4 separate regions of the Sus scrofa genome follow, and all the other regions are linked to region 1. Evidence: chromatin contacts called from public HiChIP or PLAC-seq and promoter capture Hi-C data. All regions are on one chromosome and are shown on one strand. The core of a region is the stretch at or near the end of the contact, and the rest is flanking DNA. Distances in the headings are between cores, read along the strand shown.

Evidence for each region. Promoter capture Hi-C pulls out the DNA fragments that hold promoters and counts their contacts. HiChIP or PLAC-seq counts read pairs in DNA pulled down with a chosen protein or histone mark.
Region 2: a contact with region 1 is called in an H3K27ac HiChIP or PLAC-seq map of alveolar macrophages. The contact joins the promoter of MSH2 here to the promoter of MCFD2 in region 1. A contact is called at or near these places in 2 of 5 promoter capture datasets (fetal liver and liver) and 2 of 2 datasets of contacts at active chromatin or transcription factors (alveolar macrophages and skeletal muscle).
Region 3: an H3K27ac HiChIP or PLAC-seq map of alveolar macrophages shows a contact between it and region 1. The contact joins the promoter of RHOQ here to the promoter of MCFD2 in region 1. A contact is called at or near these places in 2 of 2 datasets of contacts at active chromatin or transcription factors (alveolar macrophages and skeletal muscle).
Region 4: a contact with region 1 is called in a promoter capture Hi-C map of liver, with 4 times the contacts expected there. The contact joins the promoter of CRIPT here to the promoter of MCFD2 in region 1. A contact is called at or near these places in 2 of 5 promoter capture datasets (fetal liver and liver), 1 of 47 Hi-C or Micro-C datasets (liver) and 2 of 2 datasets of contacts at active chromatin or transcription factors (alveolar macrophages and skeletal muscle).

What each region holds. Positions count from the first base shown.
Region 1 is chr3:93,619,024-93,622,386 of Sscrofa11.1, forward strand. MCFD2 (multiple coagulation factor deficiency protein 2) reads left to right here and starts at 1,898. Exons shown (of 4, transcript XM_021087556.1): 1 at 1,898-2,170. The coding sequence starts at 1,913.
Region 2 is chr3:93,161,663-93,165,025 of Sscrofa11.1, forward strand. MSH2 (mutS homolog 2) reads right to left here and starts at 1,894. Exons shown (of 16, transcript NM_001195357.1): 1 at 1,650-1,894. The coding sequence starts at 1,860.
Region 3 is chr3:94,010,869-94,014,231 of Sscrofa11.1, forward strand. RHOQ (rho-related GTP-binding protein RhoQ) reads right to left here and starts at 1,792. Exons shown (of 5, transcript XM_005662574.3): 1 at 1,308-1,792; 2 at 688-746. The coding sequence starts at 1,449. It overlaps ATP6V1E2 (V-type proton ATPase subunit E 2), which reads left to right and starts at 1,384. Exons shown (of 5, transcript XR_002342728.1): 1 at 1,384-2,076; 2 at 2,970-3,043.
Region 4 is chr3:93,924,127-93,927,489 of Sscrofa11.1, forward strand. CRIPT (cysteine-rich PDZ-binding protein) reads right to left here and starts at 1,790. Exons shown (of 6, transcript XR_002342732.1): 1 at 1,641-1,790. PIGF (phosphatidylinositol-glycan biosynthesis class F protein) reads left to right here and starts at 1,760. Exons shown (of 6, transcript XM_003125167.6): 1 at 1,760-1,988. It also overlaps a transcript of SOCS5 not described here.

The DNA.
Region 1 (3,363 bases), core at 648-3,147:
CATGGACTAGAATGGGGCAAGAATGGAGACGGGGAGGTCAGTTGGGAAGGTCTCACCTAGTCTAGGTAGTAGATGATTGTTTCTTGATGTCAATGATATCTCAATAAAGTTTTTTTGGGGGGGAACCACTAGAATTTGGCTTGAAAAAAGTGAATGGCAGTGACATTTACTAAAATGGGCAAAACAGGGTGGTACATGTTTGGAGGTGAAAATTAATATATCGGGGGGCCAAGTTAAATGTATGCTAGTTAGACACTCATGTGGAGATATCACTGAGCTTGTTGAAAGAAGAGACCATGTCTTGTTTGTATTTGAATTAGTAAGAGTTTCTTCAGGGACTTTGGGATCCTGGAATTTTTCTCTAGGGTAGGGTTGACAGATTTCAAACTCAGTTGAAGGTGGGAAAAGGAATGAGTCATGATCAGTAGCAGTTATCCCGATCAACTTGCAGGGCCCTGATCTCCTAAAGCAGACTGCAGGGAGTGTTCTGGGATCATCTACTTAATCACTTTCTTTCTCTGTCTCTCCCTTTCTGGATCCAGGCTCACATGAAAATGACTATGTAGGAGTTGCCGTCGTGGCTCAGCGGTTAACGAACCTGACTTGCACCCATGAGGACGTGGGTTCGATCCCTGCCTTGCTCAGTGGGTTAAGGATCAGGCATGAGGTGTGGTATAGGTTGAAGATGTGTCTCGTATCTGGCATTGCTGTGGTGTAGGCCAGTGGCTTCAGCTCCCATTGGACCCTAGCCTGGGGAACTCCATATGCCTCAGGTGTGGCCCTAAAAAGACTGAAAAAAAGAAAAAAAAAAAAAAGATTATGTATCTTTATGGGCACAAATGGGAGAAGGAATTTTAAAAATGACAGTCCTACATTCACTTACCCATCTGATCAATAACTATTCACTGAACAGTCTTGTATAGGAGAAAAGGTATAAGGGCAGAATCATATGGGGCTTATCTGTTTGTTTCCTTTGTTAGTGGGTCAGTTTTTTGGGAGTGCTTTTTCCTGTCTTGAATGATGACTGATTTCACAAACCGCACAGGTAAAGTGGTATTTGAACTGGGCTGCCCATAAAATCTTGGTGGGACTCATATACGAGTGAATGTGTATTGTAGAAGATGCAGCTTGCAGAATGGAGCAATCAGAGGCTGCACGTAGGCCAGTCTTGGAAACGAGGGATCCAAGGCCAGCTCCAGTGTTTTTGGCTGTTTCATCATGAGAAGAATTAAAATTCCTTACTGCTGACTAAAAGAAAAACGTACAACATAGAAGTTGTGAGTTAAAAGTTTTATTAAGGGAACTTACTGGGGACTATAGTGGAGGAGACAGCTTCTCGGCTCTGAGGATCTGCTCTCAAGAGGTAAGGAACAAGCTAGGATATATATGAACTCTTTTGAGGGGAAAGACATCTAGTCAAGCATCAAAAGATTGCTGCTAATCGCAAAGAACAGACATCTCAAATTAATGCTTTTAGTGTCATTCTATGAAAGAGAAGATGCAAGAATATGGGGTCAGTTGAGAATTTTCCTTAGAGATACAGCTTAACTGAAGCCAGTATATCTATAGTACAGAATGTTTCCTGTTTTTCTCCATTCTGAATTCCCCTCAGGGCACACGGTGGGTGGGCAAGTACAGTGGCTCATGGCTTGATCCTCGGCGAACAGGACTGGCAGGCAACATTTTTTCTTTATACTATTATACTTCCCAACTTGCAGTCAGAGGAATGCAGGGACCTGTAAATGTGGAGGTGGAACCAAAAGCCAGTTTTGGCGCCCACCCCGTCGCATTAGCCATCATTTCTCTCTGGGGGGCTTCCTGCATTGCCTAGCAACCTGTCAGGACTCTGGGGGTTCAGATAGCCCAACGCAGGTCCCCACCATCCTCACCCTCTGGAGGGTGGGCAGAAGAAATGCCTCCGCCTGACCTTTACCGGGCCACGGTCCGTTACACGTGGAATCGCCCCAGCGGCCCGCACTACACCAGCGGAGCAGGGGAGGGGCTTCACGGCGCCAATGGGCGGGCAGAAGGGGCGCGCGTGCGCACAGCGGACGGGGAGTGGGGCGGGGCCAGGGCCAGGGAAAAGAGTTCTGAGGACCGGGGCTGTCGAGGCTCACGCCGGGGTGCTTCGCTTTTGCGGAAAGCTGTTTGGCAGCTGGTGGCAGAGAGGGTGAGTGAACCACGGGACAGTCGTGATCTGGCTGCGGCCTGTGAGGCCTGTGACCCGACCTTGGAGGAGGAGATCCGTGGGGCGGGCCTCAGGGGTCCTCAGCAAGGCGCGATCCCGGCGTCCTTCAAGGATCCCGGGGCTTCGGGCTCAGGTTGGGAGACAGGAGCGGCCTGGCTGCGGGTCTCGGACCCGAGCCGCCTCGAGAAGATAGCTGACTAGGAGAAGAGCCTCTTCCCGGGGAGAAGCCGCAGGGGCGATAAGCCTAATGGGCGCGGCCAATCTGCCGTGACCTGCGCGCGCGGGCCTGAGTCTTTGCTCTCCGTCTGCCCCTGGTACTCCGTCTCCCTCCGGGGGAGACAAATAAACAGGTCCTGTTGGGCTGGCGAGCTTGGCCACGTTGTGCCAGGGGAGTGGGGGAGGCGGGGGAACTTTGTATTCCCCTCTTGTATTTTTTGTCTGGTATGGCACCGCCATCCACCTGATTGCACAAGCCGGAAACCTGGGCGTCCTTCTCGTCCGCTGCACCCTTTACCCATCCACATCGAATCCATCGCAAATCTCTGGATACACCCACTTCGTCACACCCAGTCCCTCTGCTCTAGCTGGTTCAGGCCACCATCATCTCTCCCCTGGACTTCCTTGGTAGCTTCCTGACTAGCTCCCTGTATCTCCTTTTTCCTCTGTAGTTTGTTATGTACTGGAAAGCCAGAGTGATGGTTTTAAAACACAAAAAAGTCACCAGACCTACTCACTCTTCCCTTACTGCCTTTCTGTGAATTCCCATTGCTCTTTCAAGCTCTTGGACGGGCTTATGAGACCCCTCATGACCTTTCCTCTTTTTGCTTTAGTCTGTCGCATCTATCTCCACTATACTGTGTTTTCAACCACATTGAACCATTTTTGGTTCTCAGATTGGACATTCTTTTGGGCTTAGGCTAGAAGGCTAAGACTTGTTATGTCATTCCCTCTGCCAGAGGTGTTGTCCTTTAATTGAAGAAATCCTCTTTCATGTATTAATCCAGGTGTGGATTGGGGCTTCTGTGGTATCCTACAGCTGACTTATTTACTCTCTCTTTTCCCACCAGGCTGAAATCTGTGGGACAGGAGCCAGTCTGGGTCACAGTCCTATCCTCAGAACCTGTCAGCACCAGGCTTCTAGTAAAGCGTGTTAATTAAATGTATAAGTGGAGTTC
Region 2 (3,363 bases), core at 644-3,143, 460 kb before region 1:
TGTAGGTCACAAACAAGGCCTGGACCCTGTGTCACTGTGGCTGTGGTATAGGTCAGCAGCTGCAGCTCCAATATGACCCCTAGCCAGGGAACTTCCACAAGTCACAAGAGCAGCCCTTAAAAAAAAAAAAAAAAAAAAAACACAAAAATAAAAACGAAAAAATTAAGTGAAAGAAGTCATTCACAAAAGACCAATATTATAAGCAAATCTAGAGACAGAAAGCAGATTAGTGGTTGCCTGGGTTTAGAAGACAGGTGGAAAAGGGGAATTGACTGCCAATGGATACAGGGTTTCCTTCAGGACTCAAATGAAATTTAGCCTTCATATAATGCCTTTTTTTTTTTTTCTTTTGGCTTTTCTGGCCGCACCCTTGGCATATGGAAGTCCAAAGGCGAGGGGTGTAATGGGAACTACCGCTGCCGGCCGACGCCACAGCCACGCCAGATCCAAGCCACGTCTGCGACCTAGACCACAGTTCACAACACCAGATACTTAAACCGCTGAGCGAGGCCAGGGAACCAAACCTGGATCCTCACGGATACTAATGGGATTCGTTTCCCACTGCACCACAACAGGAACTCCCGCAGTTCCCGTCATGCCCAGTCATGGGCAATCCTGCCTCTATGCCTCTTCAGCAACTTGCTGTGGATCATCCTCCACAGTTCTTGACCTGGAATTGGAATTATTTCTGCCTTGCTCTCCACTAGGGGGAGCTCTGTGAAGGCGGGGATATGGTACTGCCTTTCCATCTAGGTACCCCTGGTGTCCATAACCCTGCCTGATACCGGCAGCACTCAATGAATGTCTACCTAATGAAAGAACATCTTTTGTCAGTAACATCCCATCTGCATGTGGCAGAGGCAGTACTATGTCTTATTCCTCCTAGAATGTTCATTCCATTATCACAACGCAGGCAGGGGAAAAAAAAGATTAACAAAAACATCGAGAACATCTAACTCACAGAGGCTGAGAAGTTTGTAGCTTTCCAGGGAGAGAGATGTTAGAAACATAAGGACGGGTCATGGAAGGCACTGAATGCCGAGAGGAAGCACAGACATACTGGACTAGCCCGAGGCCACACAGCTAGTAAGTGGAGGGGCCGCAACTTGACTCTAGGCAATCTGGCTCCAGGGTCCGAGGTCCTGACCACCTGGCGATACCGCCTATCAACAGCAGACACTACAGAACCCTGCGCTGAAGGGCGGTATAAACCACATTCGCCCAACAAGCAAAATCACGTTGGTGACATAAAACGGTCTTCCCAAACCCCTTCTATTCTAAATCTCACTCCTGGAATGGAATTTGTGATAAAGAGGTTTGGCGGCGGTGTGCGATGAGATTCCCCTGGGCCAAGGAGGGGCCCGGGCCGAGAAGCAGACACCCACGCCAGCTGCAGGAAAATTAAATAGAACAATGTGTTAAAACGCCTCGAAGCCTGGCAACCTAGTGATTGTTATAGTTCCCATTCAGGACAGCTGCAGAGGGGCAGACCCAGGGCAGACGGTGGGTGGCGCCCCACTCGACCAGGAGCAAGCGCAGTGCCCCACGAAGCGCCAAAGTCCCCGCCCCAGTGCCTCCCCACCTCCCACTTCCTGAAAGAAGCCCCCTCCGCGGGGTTCCCCCAGAGCCCATGCGGTCCGCGCCCTCACCTGCCGGCCCCATGAACTTGACCACCCCCTGGGTCTTGAACACCTCCCGGGCAGCTAGGAGTGCGTCCTCGCCGTGCGCGGTGTAGAAGTCGCCCCGGTCGAAAAGGCGCACCGTGGTGGTCGGCTTCTCAGGCATGCCCTGGAAGAAGCGCACGAAGCCGATCTCGGCTGCGCTCTCCAGCTGCAGTGTCTCCTTCGGCTGCACCGCCATTTCGGAATCTCTCTGCCAACAGCCTGAGGGAACTGCACGACCCCGCACCCACTAAGCTGTTTCCCGCCTCCCCTCCCTCGCCCCCCGTGCGGCGTCCAGCCTCTGCGGAGGTACCCAATCAGCATTCAGCGCTGTATTTCGGTGGGTGGGAGTGCGCCGTGACAGCCAATCATAATCGGACGCGGCCCAGCTTCCCGCGCACGCTGGTGACTCTGTCTACTGCGCATGCTTGAGCCTAGGTCGAGCGCCGACCCTGCCAGAAGCCCATCCTTTAAAGAGTTCAGTTCTCCGGGTTTTCTCCGTGCTTGAGCAAGGAACCAGGTGGAGAGATAACTAGATTAGAAGACCAGGTGGGACATTCTGGCAGGTTTTGAATATATTATCTGCCCCGGAAGCAAGAGCATGAAATCAGAAAGAAACTTGAAAACAAGGAAAACCTAGCCTTCCACTCTATCGGTATTTTTTTTAGACCTGTGCCCCTCTCTCCAATCGCGTCCCTTTTCCTTTTCAGGCAAAACTGCCTACATCAATATTAGAGGTTTCTTCTCCACAACCTCCCTACTGCTCCGTACTAGCCTAATTCTCATGTCGTCCGTTCCTTAATTGATTCATTCAATCAAAAACTTAAGACCTACTGTGTTCCAGACTTCTAGGATCTGAGGAAAGAAAAAAGCCACTGCCTTAGTTGAGCTTATATTCTAATGAATGGATTCAGATAATACACTAAGTAAACTTGCAGCAAGTAAACTGTTAGAAGATAACGTGTTTAGGTGAAAAATAAAAATGGATCAGTGTTTTTTGTTGTTGTTCTTTGTTTTTTAATGTTGAACAAAGACTTGGAGATCAGAATATGTCCTGCATAGTAAGCTGCCTTACAAAAGCTATTGCACTCTCCTGTTTGGCTCACCATCCACCCAGAAAAGCAGTCCCCAAACCCTGATTCAGCAGCACAATTACCCTGGGGGCTTTTCAGAGGCGTTCTGGGGCCCCGCCCACATATAATGGGTTGGAATTTTGGAAGATGGGGTCTTGAGATGTTTCAAGAAAGCTCCCTGGACGCTCTGGACCACTGGCCTGTTAAAATTCAAATAGCTTCAGAAGTAGAGGAAGTTTGAACCATTTGACTGCTGACTATATTTCCCACTCCCTGCAGTGCCCCCTGTTCTTACCCCAACTCTTTGATCTGGAGCAATCATCTTCCTTCCCTTTCAACACATGTGGCTCCAACACAGACTTGTCCCTCTGCTCTGGAAGGGCCCTGCCCTGCAGTCCCCCAGGTGTAATTGGTTCTGTTACCTTCTGGAGTACCATTGTAGTTACATCTCTATTATAATATTTGCAGCATTGGTTTAGACATATCTGTTCGCCTATCTCTCTTACTAAACACCTGGAAAGAGCATAGATGAGTATGTTCATTTATATTAATGGCTAATGTTCGTTAGCACTTATTGACTATTTTTACATGTGCTTACTGTTTTATTAATCTGCACAACTCTAAATGTT
Region 3 (3,363 bases), core at 542-3,041, 390 kb after region 1:
TCCCAAGGAAAACCCAGACAAAGTCACCTGGCCTTGCCAGGGAACAACAAAAAAAACTCTTCCTCCAAGATTCACACTGAACTCCTGACCCTTCCTTCTCTCCCTGCCCCAGGGAGTGGCTGGATGGTTGTTTCTTTTCTTTTTTTTTCCCCTGCGGTCCTCTGGTAACACCACAAATTACGTTTTCAGGGACTCGAGTCCCAGAGTGCAATGATGTTGTAATAAACATAACCAGGACCAAATGCCTTCCCATCATATTAGATGATGCCATTTCCCACCAATCAGGCTCCTCTGGCGGGCAGACCACTCACCAATGAGGGACCAGACAAAGGCTGTGAGGGGAGACCTGGTCATCGGCAACTAAAAATAAGGGCGCTTCAGGATTGGCCACTGCCACTTTGCAACAGGAGTTGGGACCCACACGCCAGGCACCAGACAGAAGGCACACACAGGCAAAAACTTTCAGCCCAGGGGTTCACGTGGGGTGGGCTGGTCCCGATGTTGCCAAGGTTTTTTGTTTTTTGTTTTTTTTCCTTTTCCTAATTCGCTGACTTAAAAAATGAGATACTTGATCCAGAGGGAACCTCGCAGACACACCCTCGCTCCTAGACAGTTTCCAAGGCCCTTCGCAACCGTCTTGAATTGGGGAAAAGGAGGGGGGTGTCGGCCAGAAGCCCAGACACTCACCTGTCCGGCTGTGTCATAGAGTCCCAGGAGGTACTGCTTGCCCCCTACGGTGACGCTGACTGCAAGGGCAGAAGTGGGGGCGGGGAGAGAAGCTCACAATTATCTAGGCTCGGGGCGGTTTCGTTCCCCACCCGGACCCTCCTCTCCCAACCCAGCTGGAGGCACGCGGGCGCGCCTCCGGGGATGCCACCCCTTTTCCCCTGTGCCCGGCTCACCGGGAAGTGGCCTGAGGCCGGGGTGCGATGTGGCGCCCCAGCTGCCCAATCTCTTTTCCCAAGTCCCATAGCCACGTTTCCCTCACCCTCCTCCCCCAGGGCTTTGGGAAGTAAGGAAGGCGGCCCTAGGAAGGTCAACGAGGTCGGCCCGGGGCACAGAGGGGGTTAGGAAGTACTGGGCGTAGGGACGCCGCACAGAGGTCGGGGGTGAGAAGAGGGGTGGATCGGGCAGGCGGGGGGCTGCCAGAGGGAAAGCCTGGGGGTGGGGCCCGGCGCCCCGCGGAGGGCGCGGCGGGGGAGGGGCGGGGAGCGCGCGCAGGGGAGGCGGCTAGGGGGCTCAGCCAAAGTTGCTCCAAAGTTCCCGGCCCGGGGAGCGGCCCCTTAGTCAGCACTTCCGAGGCTTACCTGCGTAGTGGTCGAAGACGGTGGGCACGTACTCCTCCGGGAAGGCGTCGTTGGCATAGCTCATGAGTAGGCAAGTCTTGCCCACCGCCCCGTCGCCGACCACCACGCACTTGAGCATCAGCGCGCCGGGCCCGTGAGCCATGCTGCGGCCGGCCGGCCTCCGGGCATGGTCCCCCCGGAGCCCCCGCCCCGGCCCCGGGCTCAGCCCCAGCCCGCCTGGGGGGTCCGCCGCCGCCGCCGCCGCCGCTCCGCGCAGCAGGGCCGCCCCCCCGGCCCCATGCAGCGGCTCCCCCTGCCCGAGGGGAAGGGGCGGCGGGCCCGGGGCGCTGCCGCCGCCTCGGTCGCTGCCCGGATCCCCGCCCGGGCCCCGGTCGCTGCGCCTGCCCGCTGCCCCCGCTGTTCGGCGCCCGCGCCCTCTCCCCGGCCCGGCCTCCCCAGGAGGATCCGCTGGATCATAAGACTGGCCGGCCCCCGGGGAGACGGCAACTTTGGGGAGGGCAGCGGAGGGGAGGGGCCAGGAGGCTCTCCCCGCCCCGCGCCGGCCCAGGCCCCCTCCAGGCTCGGCCCGAGAGGAGGGCGGGCCCAGGCGCCTCCCCCGATCGCGGGCCACCCGCCCGGCGCCCCCGCCCGCCCGCCCGCGGGCTCCGGCGCCCCACGCCCAGCCTGCAGCCGCTGCTCGGCCCTGCGGGCTCACCCTAGCTTGACTCCCCGCGAGGGCTGCAGGGAGGGGGCGAGGAGGAGGAGCCGAGGAAGAGCGAGCGGGAGGAAGGTGAGGCTGGGGGAGGGGGCTGGAGACCAGCACTCGGGAGGAGCCGAGGGCTCCTCGCGAAAGTGCCGGCAGCTCTCAGAAGCGTCCAAAGCCCCCGATGCTGGGAGAAGACGTGGAGGCCTCCTGGGGAACCACGAAGACTGCTACGATGACGCAACAGTCCTGCAAAATTATACATATACATTTAAATTCCACCCGGAAGGCAGGATCCAGCCTATCGGCCTCTAAGTGCACAACAGAACTAGAAATCGGGAAGGAAGAAAGGCCAAGAGAGTTAAAAAAAAAAAAATTTTTTTTTTTTTTTTTTTTTTTTTAAGGCGCGCGGAGTGATGGGGCAGGGGTGGTGGTCCATGAGCTGGAAAGTGGGGACTTCTGGTTTATTGTTTGGTTCCCCCCTCCCACCACCACCAGCCTATGCTGTTCGCAGCAGAGCTTGAATCATTTACTATGAATCTGGTGACTAAGGGAGTTACAGCATCTTGAACCACAGATGCATTCCCCCCCTCCCCCTGATCCGTCAGAAAAGGGAGACTCCGAGACTGTGGAGGCGGCAGGTGTACCTGTGCTCCCCCTACAGGCGACATTCTCTGAGGCCCCTTTATGGTCCCCGTGTCCCTCGAAGGTATTAGGTTGTGGTCCCTGAGGAGTGATACACTCTAGAGCTCTAAGATGTGGCTTATGATCCAAGCGACATCTCCTATCCTCCTGCCTGGGAGAAGCTTTATAACACCCGTCTGGCCAGGTCCCATTCACTGGCCAACAATGCTCCTTCTAACTTTAGGCCCTGGGGGAGAGGGGTGGGGGAAAGAGGATACCCCACACGTTGACACCACGCCCCCCCTTCCCTTCAAGTGCTGACTTGAGTTCAATCGATTCCTTTCATCTCTTCGCAGGATCAGAAAATGCTATTCTGAGAGGCACTGCCGAGGTCAGCTGGACCATCTCTTATATCTCCCTAAGATTGTAGGTAAGCGAATTGAGACACACAGAGGTGAAGTGGTTAGTTATCGCAAAGCCTCCTCCTTGAATTCTAGCATTCAAGGACTTGGAACACACCTTGGGAAATGCTCAGTTGTGTGCTCATGCCACACTTCCCAGGCCTCAACTCTCAACCCCAAATCCGATTTCCACTGTCCTGGAAGATTTCCTGGATTATTGAAAGTTCCTCGTGGGGTCCCACTGAAAGTCTCACCAGGCCCCTCCATTTGTGTCTGAGTGTGGGTATTTATATTGCCAAACGCTTTAGATTATGCAATGACTCTGGAAGATACTCTGTGTGTGCGGAAT
Region 4 (3,363 bases), core at 540-3,039, 300 kb after region 1:
AGTGATATATAAACCATTGTACAAAGTACAGAGAAAAATAAAATGAATTAGATAAGGCTCTAGATTTCAAGGAGTTTACATCATACTGATTTATCTCTAACAACAGTTCTTAACCTGAGTTTTCACATGTGGACCTTAGGAAATACATGAACAAGATGAAACTGAACACAAACCTCTGTATATCCATTTTTTTTTTAATAGACTCTGTTAAGTCCACAGCTTTTGTCACATTCTCAAAGGGCTCCGAGAACAACAACAAAAGTTTAGCATTATTCAACTGAAAGTAAACAGTATGTTAAGAGCTGAAGTACTAAGATACATTCCATGGAGGAAGAAATAACCTTGACTAGGGAAATCCAGGAAAGCTTTGTGAAGAAGGCAGTAGAGAGGGTTTGTGGTAATGAGACCATGAAGAAAAAGGAGAAAGGAGGATGAAGGTAAACTGGATAAAGGACACATCCTGATAAAAGGCGTGGAGAACTCGAGGTACATGCAGTCAGGCAAAATAGTTTGGCTTGGCTGAACTGTAAAGATGGTAAGGGTTAGTGAAAATAAAGTTAAAAAGGTAAGATGTGGCCTCATTGTAGAGGGTCATCCTGAATGCCAGTCTCCAGATACAGAAATCCCAAATTATTCTCTGCACCTTGAGAATGTATTAAAGTAACTGTCATGGTCATTCTTTCACCTAATCTGAAAACTGTGATTCAAATTCTGTGTTCAAAGCTATAAGGCTTTATATACTGTGGGGGGGGGGTAAACGAAATGGATCAAGTTAATTAGATGATAATCAAACTGACGATAATCAAATTAAGAGGACATGTTTAGACTCAGGAAAACGGGAATAAGACTGCTCTTTTTAAATACACAACCAGTTTGTGGGAGCAAAAATATCAAATCTCAGAGGGTGGTATTAGAATTACTGGACGGCAACTAGAAGAAGGAAAGACCTTTCTAAAAGCCAGTAAAATCAACACGGACTGCTTCCAAGGTGGTGAGATTCTCCTACACACCGGCCACCATTCCTCAATACTCTGGGTATTCGTTCAAGGACCATTTAAGCACTCACAGCATGTGGAAGTTCCTGGGCCAGGTATGGAACCCTGCGCCAAAAGTTAGATTTAAATTTCAAATAAACAATGAATACTTTTTCAGTAGACAATGTCCTAAAAGTAAGTGCCTTGCTTTACAGCAGTAAGGAGCAGCAAACAGAGCCAAATCTCAAATATTGCATAGGACGCACACTAAAAATTATTCTTGGTTTACCTGAAATTCAAATTTAACTGGGCGTCCAGTACTTTTATTTGCTAAACCTAGCAACTCCAGTTGCTGTGGAAGCGACTTTTAAGATCCATTTCAACCTGAAGCTCTGAAATGAGGGAGCCAGTCAAGAAGCTCAGGGGTTGAACGAAAACAATGGAAACAGACAAGGAGGTGCAAAACAGACAAGGAGACCACCCTGAATGCAACAAACGGAGGACTATACGGTCGATGGAGAGGCAGGAATGGTCAAAGGGCAGGACAGAACAGAGGCTAGAATCAGAGACTTGTGGCCAAAGTAAAAACAAAGGAATAAAGTCCCGGGGAACTCCAGTTAGGTTGTCCCAGCCTTCTTCTCCCGCAGAAGAGTTTCCTTAACTCACATTTTTCGCACACCATCCTTTCGCGACGATTCCCTCAGTCGCAGTAGGATCGGGAGCTGGAAACCATCAACACCACAGCTGAGAAAACACTCCCCTTCCGGGTTATGAAAGTCCACTTCCGGATCCTCCGCCCCGCCTATTCTACACCTGGAAAGCCGCGGGAGGAATAAAGGAGAGCGGGAAGGCGGGGCTTCCTTCTTGGCCCACCTCTCCACTTCTGCGATTGGTTGTGAGGCCTTCGGTCTCCGCCCTGCTGGCCTGCGCCTGCGCGAGACTCAGGGCGGCGAGTTGCACCTGATGGTGGGAGGTAGTAGCCCTCCCGTTCTCTTCCGCGAGCGGGAGAGTTAGGTAAGCCCAGCCGGACGCTCCCGGCGCACGAGCCTCCAGCGGCTGCAAGCCACCCCCGCCAATTGCCCAACTGATCGGAAATCTCTGCTACCAATAGGCCCTTGCCCGCGGGCCCCTCGAGCGCCGCCCTTCCGGCGTGACCCAGGGGCTGCCCCGATGAACTGGCTCTTTTTCAGTTCCGACTTTCTGTGTTTGTCCCGCCGTTTCTCTTGGTCTTTACGCCTGTGCTCTTTGATTATGCTTCTCAGCTTGTCCCTTTCTGCCCACAGTCGGCTGGGGCTTGGGCAGAGTCCGCAGCGACCCAGTTTGGGATGGGGCTGGAGATTACGGTCCCACGATTCCCGCGAAGGCGCCTCCAGGAGCCTTTCAGAATGGCCCTCTCTTCCGCTGCAAGGCTTGAGGATCTGGGCCAGGTCAGACCACGGGCACCTGGGCAATAGCTGCCCCAGGGGGCACCTGGCGGAAGTCCTCCTGAGCTCTCCAAGGCCTAATATAAGGCTGGTTTCTCAGGAAGGGCAACTCTGCACCTACTCTTCGTTCATTCACTCATTCACGCAGCATTAAGTTTGTGTATTGCTCACTGTCTTATGTACAAATCTGCTCCTGTCAATTGGGATTTTGAGGGTGGCCCAGAAGAAGATAGGACCGGTGAGAAAGATTTCCTTTCTCCTTTCTTGCCATTCATACCTCCTAGTATATATCTATATCATCAAAAAGGTTAGCTAGGGTTTGAAATGGCTTTAGCACTTGGGACCTTGGTAGCTTGCAATGTTTACTAATCTCTGCTAGTCTTTTTCCTTATCAGTAATGTATTTTCTTTTGAAAAATATAGTGTGAATAAATGAGAGTGTTAGGATAAGGCCTGGATTTGCCCTTTTACCCTTTTATATATACGCACACGTACACATATATGTGTGTGTATATATATGGGGTTTTATTCTGGACTAGTCACCACAGTGTGACACGTGGACTCCTTACTTAACATTAGTCAATACTACATATAAGCTCTCTGTTAGATAATTTGTAAATACATGCATACATAAAATAGATATATAGAGATGGGAGAGAGAGAAAGTAAAATTTTTTTTCCCTTTTCATGAAGCTCTTCTTTTCATTGGAATCTAGCGTCTGACATTGCCATTTTGGTATTTTGGGGCGCTGAGATCCCTTAGTTTAGCATGATGTTTTTTGAACGCTCTTGATGACATTGACCACCATTTGTGTATTTCAGTGTGCACCTGCTGTTTCTTGGTATTTGCTAGAAAATGTGAACAACTGTGTTGATAGACAATGGAACACAGTGATTAAAAAAGAATGCCAACAATTCAGCCAAAGTATACTATGGGGTTTCTAGAACACGTATCTTGTATTTCCA